Linked DNA regions of Mus musculus: region 2 is linked to region 1. The links are chromatin contacts, called in public Hi-C maps. All regions are on one chromosome and are shown on one strand. The core of a region is the stretch at or near the end of the contact, and the rest is flanking DNA. Distances in the headings are between cores, read along the strand shown.

Region 1 (2,816 bases), core at 82-2,581:
CACTCTTGGTGTCAGAGATATAACTATTTTATGAGCAAAATCTATGTAGTGCCTGCATGCTCAAATAGCTGAGGTAGAACCTTCCTACTCTTTGTCTCGATCTGCTTAGTAACTCTAAATGACTTGGTTTGCAGATCTATGCAAGCCGGATGCTTCGTGTGACCAAGCCAAACCACCCCCCATTCAGTCCTACCTGGACACTGCATTCCTACTGGATGGCTCTCGGCACGTGGGAAGTGCAGAGTTTGAAGACATGAGAGACTTTCTAGAGGCACTGCTAGATCACTTCGAAATCACTTCGGAGCCAGAGACATCTGTCACTGGAGACAGGGTGGCCCTGCTGAGCCATGCCCCCCTCGACTTCCTACCCAACACCCAGAGGAGTCCGGTTAGAACTGAGTTCAACCTAACCAGCTATAGCAGTAAGCGCCTCATGAAGAGACACGTGGATCAGGCAGTCCAGCAGCTGCATGGAGATGCTTTTCTTGGCCATGCCCTCGGGTGGGCACTGGACAACGTCTTTTTAAACACCCCCAATTTGAGACGAAACAAAGTCATATTTGTGATATCTGCTGGGGAAACCAGCCACCTGGATGCGGAAACCTTAAAGAAAGAGTCCCTACGAGCCAAATGTCATGGGTATGCCCTCTTTGTCTTTTCCTTGGGCCCTGACTGGGATGACAAGGAACTGGAAGACCTGGCCAGCCACCCCGTAGACCAGCACTTGATCCAGCTTGGCCGAATTCATAAACCTGACCACGGATACAGTGTGAAGTTTGTGAAGTCTTTTATAAACTCCATCAGGCGTAAGTCAGAAAACTGTTCCTGTACATAAGAGCCTGCTCCGTAATTCCCCAGAAGGGCAATGTGCTGGCGTGCATGCTTGGACACCTCTTGTTTGTCTTCAAGGGCATTGCAGGGTCAGAGAGGAAAATATGTAATAATGGATGGTGGAAGGGAGGACACTCTGGTTCCTAAGCATTTAATTTTCTGGCTCATCATATTTTTTTTTTATGCCTCTGGTTCCTATGGAGAAGCAATCATAACAAGCAGCTGTCCACACATCTGTCTGCACAGAGAGGTGTAGTCTGGGGGGTGTGAAATCACAGCCTGGACTCGGGCTCCCTTGCCATGTAACCCTAACAAGCTACCCTTTGGTAAGAGGTTTCTGCAGTTAACACAGAGAGAGAGAGAGAGAAGCCAGAGAAAAACAGAAACAATTCTTGGCTTTGCTTGGACAAGTTCCAAAGTCTGAGCTGGGAGTGTTAAAGAGATATCGTTTTTTATCGGTCAGAATGAAAGGCATGGCTTTGTATAACTTTCTCCCAACTCCATGACCTTGTAGGATTCACTCACGAGAATAACTGTGCCTGTAAGGAGACAAGCATGGGCTGTTTTTCTTGGCTGGGCGTCCTGAGAAATCTGCAGTCCATTTTGGATGCAGCAGGGATGGCCGAGGAGCCGTGTCCAGATATGAGGCTGAAGGCAGACAGGCAGTGGGTAACTATATCTGTTTTCAGAGCCTGCTGACTCTTGTCCAAGGGAGTGCAGATAAGGAGACAGGCATGCACAGGTTGAAGAAGGCATGTGCGAGTGCCTGGCTAATTCCTAAAGCTGTCATCGTATTGAAGAGTGAGGTGGGATGAGCCTGCAGATGTGCTGAGCAGTGCAGAGAGACTGCTGGTGGGGTTGATGGCAAATCCTACTCAGTGTGAGTCTAGGACCAGCACCAACTACCAGCTGGGGCTGGTTAGACGCAGGCTTCAGCCCCACCCGATGATGTATCTTACCCGAGCTCCCAGGATACACATATACAAGGTTTTAGAAACACGGGTATGGGAATAGTGAGCCCCCCAGAGTGAGATTCATTTCCATAGATTCTGGAACTGAAACCCCAAAGAGGAGTTTTGGGCAAGGGGTCACCCTGAAGGAAGTCTTTTATAAGGGTTGACCAAAAGACCACTTGGTAAGTCTCTGGTAAACTCGAAAAGAAGCTTGCTTGATGGCCCACAAGTGTGGGGGAGAGAGGGTAAGACTTGCCCTGAAATTTCCTTCCTGGTATTCCAGAATTCTTCCTGCTCTTCCCTGCCTGGGCATCCAGTCACATGATCAGATGCCAGTCACATGATCAGATGAGGCAGCCCCTCCCTCTTAGGACAAAAGCAGAAATGTTTTAAGCTAAGAGCAGGTGGGACTCACGGGAGACACAGAGAGTGTTCTGAACACTGAGCGTGATACAGCCGCCTACTCCATTTCCAAAGCTGTGATATCTAGAAAGTGCCATCTTTAAAACACAGCTGCAGGAAGTGAATTCTACCACAGGCCCATGGTCATGCCCATTCAACACAGTGTTCATTGCTGATCATCTACTCTGAGCCACTGGCTGCACCAGTGCTAGGCTTAAAGAATAGACTTGGCCAGATGCCCTCTGAAGCTTCGGATGCCTTCAAAGTGTCTGTGACTCATTTGGCGCACGACCACAAAGCAGACAGCAGGACATGGTCCACTTCAGAGCAGCACATTCCCTAAGGGAGGCAAAGCTGCTGAGTCAGCAACCTTCTACATACTGTTCAAATAAGAAAAGAAAACCCCAAGCCAGATCTGGTGGGCCCAGCACACACCTGTAATGTTTGCTTTGGAGAGGCAGAGACAGGAGGATTGCTGTAAGCCAGCCCAAGCCACTTAGTAAGACCCTACCTCAAAACAAAACTCCTATGTAAGACAAAAACCCTGAAGGCCATATGGTAGAGCATACTGCCCTTCTTGTAAGAGCAGTTTTGAACATATGCCCTGTTGTAGTCCAGGACATGCCTGTT
Region 2 (2,816 bases), core at 192-2,691, 570 kb before region 1:
GACAATGAGTCTTCCTGGGCCTGCCTGCCTCTCTCTCTCTCTCTCCCTCTCTCTCTCTCTCTCTTTCCTCTCTCCCCTGTGGCCCCCAGAGCCTGGACAGTAGCCAGGGAGGCTTTGAATGTTGTGCAGGGGGCATCAACCTCCTGTCCATAGGCAGTAGGGTATGCTGGGCATGCCAAGGAGGGGCACCTTCCCACCTCCATCCAGATGTTGCCTCTCTGAGCAGTATTTCTCTATGTTCCACCTCCTTTTTTGTATGGCTATCTTACCTTCAGTGTCCAGATTTCCTTCTTATGAGCCCAGTCTCATTTAGGATAAGTTTGTTTAACCTGACATAACTGACATTTGCAAAGCCCCTATTTCAAAATAAGATCAGATTCGCCGACACCAGCGGATGCAGTTGGGTATCTTTTTAGGGCTGCTATAATGCCTGATACGTGCTTACCTGTCAACAGGTGATGTCTTTTTTACATTAAAAAATGATTTATTTATTCTCATTTTATGTGCCTTGGTGTTTGCCTGTCTGTCTATGCAAGGGTGTCAGACCTTGGAATTACAGGCAGTTGTGAGCTGCCATGTGGGTGCTGGGAACTGAACCCAGGTCCTACTGGAAGAGTAGCCAGGGCTCTTAACCACTGAGCCATCTCTCCAGTCCCCAACAAGTGATGTCTTAAACAAAAAAGAGAGGCTAGGGGAAGCTGAGAAAGCTTAGACTGACAGAGTTTCCATGTATGTATCCACATATTCACAGGAGCAGCTGTGTGTGTTGTGTGTGTGTTGTGTGTGTGTGTGGGGGGGGGGCAGTGACGTATGCACAGGAAGCAAAGCATTCCTCACAGTGTCCCACCCAAGAGGTCTGGGCCAAGTCACTGGAGGACCTCAGTTTACAGCCAGGCCCAAGGCAAAATATCAACTTCCTCGTGGAAAGGTCACCAAGCTTTAGTCCTCTGAAGTTTTCTAAGGAATGTTAAACAAGGCCACCACTGACATCATGTACAGATAGATCCACGGGAGCCTTGTACTTCCAAGGCTGCCCAAACCCACAGCTCTGTCTGGATGGAGGAGGCGTGTGTTGTGGGGGGAGGGTGCAGTCCAACTGGCATAGCCACTTGTGGAGTCAAGGATCGGAGAACCTCGGCGGAGATTATAGACAGCCACCTCCAGGCAAAGAAGGAGTAGATCTGCCCCTCCCTAACCCTTCTGTAACTCTCAGACATCTGGAATCAGACTGGCTCAGCGAAACCTTTTTCCTCACAGTTGCCCGTGGGAGTCCTCCTGGGCCAGGTGGCTGGGTTGGGATGGGATGGGAAGGCTTGTGTCTCTCTGATTCCTAGTCCAGTCAGAACCTTCTGGCTTCTGCCATGAGACAGCCTATGAGCTCATCAGGTTCCTGGTGGAGAGCTGGGTGAACCGAGTTCGTTTGCACTGCCTTGGCCTGTGTGTGGCTTCAGGAACAGGTCATGCTCCAGGATTTAGGACACAGGTTAGCTGATAAGGCCCATGGAGCCGGTGATATGACCCGCAGGGTCACTCCCTCTGCCCAAGTCTAGATACTTGTTTCCCTCTTTAGACTCCAGATCAAGGACTCCAGATCTGTCATGGACTCAGAAAACCCCCCAGTACCACCCCACCCCCGCTGCTCCCTCCTATGATAGTCCCACCTTCTCCAGCCTGGCTGGTCTGAGAGGTCCAAGCTCCAGGAACTCTTTGAGGGTGCTCCAGGCACCCCTCATTTGATAGCAGCTCCCTGTCCTCACCCCTGAACTGGACACTGTGAAGTGAAGCCATCAAAAAGCCTTAATTAATTAGTCTCCTGGAGCAGACGGAGATTAAAGAGATCAATAAGTTCAGGGGGATAGAGGGAGCTTGAGAGCAAGCTGGGGAGGGACAGGGGATGGCAAAGGCTCTGGAGGTCATAGAGAGTAGACTCTAGGACAAGGGAATAAGGTGAGAGAAAACCAAGAGCTTGCTGCACCAAGTTGGAAGGAGCATTGCAGACAGAAAGGCAGAGGTGGCAGGGGCCCCAGGTAGGGATTTCTTGGTTGAACTTAAGGGATAGAAAAACGAGGGGCTATCAACAAAGTGGCTAGGATTTGCAGCTTCCTGTGAGGAAGTTGCTCCTGGAAGGGAGACTGCTTCAAGCTGTGGAGGGACTGTGCATAGTTTGGGCTTTCAACAGGGCTCTCTGATCCTACTGACATGCCACAATCACACGGATTTCTGGCATCTTGGGTTCGATGGGAAGAGAAGTTCTGGCTAAGTCAAGAACCCTGGGCCAAGTGATGGAGAGATGGCTCAGTGGTTAAGAGCACTGACTGCTCTTCCAGAGGTCCTGAGTTCAAATCCCAGCGACGCATGGTGGCTCACAACCACTGGTAATGAGATCTGATGGCCTCTTCTGGTGTGTCTGAAGACAGCTACAGTGAACTTACATATAATAATAGATCTTTGGGTCGGAGTGAGCCAGCAGGTCTGACCGAAGCAGAGTTGACCGGAGCGAGCAGAGGTCCTAAAATTCAATTCCCAACAATCACATGAAGGCTCACAACCGTCTGTACAGCTACAGTGTACTCATATACATAAAATAAATAAATAAATCTTTTTTTAAAAGTTTAAAAAATAAAATAAATAAGTCTAAAGAAGAAGAAGAAGAAGAAGAAGAAGAAGAAGAAGAAGAAGAAGAAGAAGAAGAAGAAGAAGAAGAAGAAGAAGAAGAAGAAGAAGAAAGGAGAAGGAGAAGGAGAAGGAGAAGGAGAAGGAGAAGGAGAAGGAGAAGGAGAAGGAGAAGGAGAAGGAGAAGGAGAAGGAGAAGGAGA

Evidence for each region. Hi-C and Micro-C count contacts between places; a contact is called where the count stands out from the background.
Region 2: a contact with region 1 is called in a Hi-C map of Sertoli cells, with 2.4 times the contacts expected there. The contact joins two enhancer-like sites. A contact is called at or near these places in 2 of 484 Hi-C or Micro-C datasets (Sertoli cells and cardiomyocytes).

Annotation. Positions count from the first base shown.
Region 1 is chr9:105,696,651-105,699,466 of GRCm38.p6, reverse strand. It overlaps Col6a6 (collagen, type VI, alpha 6), which reads left to right. Exons shown (of 37, transcript NM_001102607.1): 35 at 135-806. Among named protein-coding and RNA genes, the nearest start is that of Pik3r4, 55 kb to the right of the region's middle. Within about 2 kb of position 1,331, at least 22 of the 459 cell types and tissues checked have an H3K27ac peak or open chromatin away from gene starts, as enhancers often do. A contact at or near this core is called in Sertoli cells, where this site is marked.
Region 2 is chr9:106,264,171-106,266,986 of GRCm38.p6, reverse strand. It overlaps Gm33564 (a long non-coding RNA gene), which reads right to left. Exons shown (of 8, transcript XR_001779297.2): 3 at 2,433-2,509; 4 at 1,662-1,771. Among named protein-coding and RNA genes, the nearest start is that of Gm33564, 4.6 kb to the right of the region's middle. Within about 2 kb of position 1,441, at least 10 of the 459 cell types and tissues checked have an H3K27ac peak or open chromatin away from gene starts, as enhancers often do. A contact at or near this core is called in Sertoli cells, where this site is marked.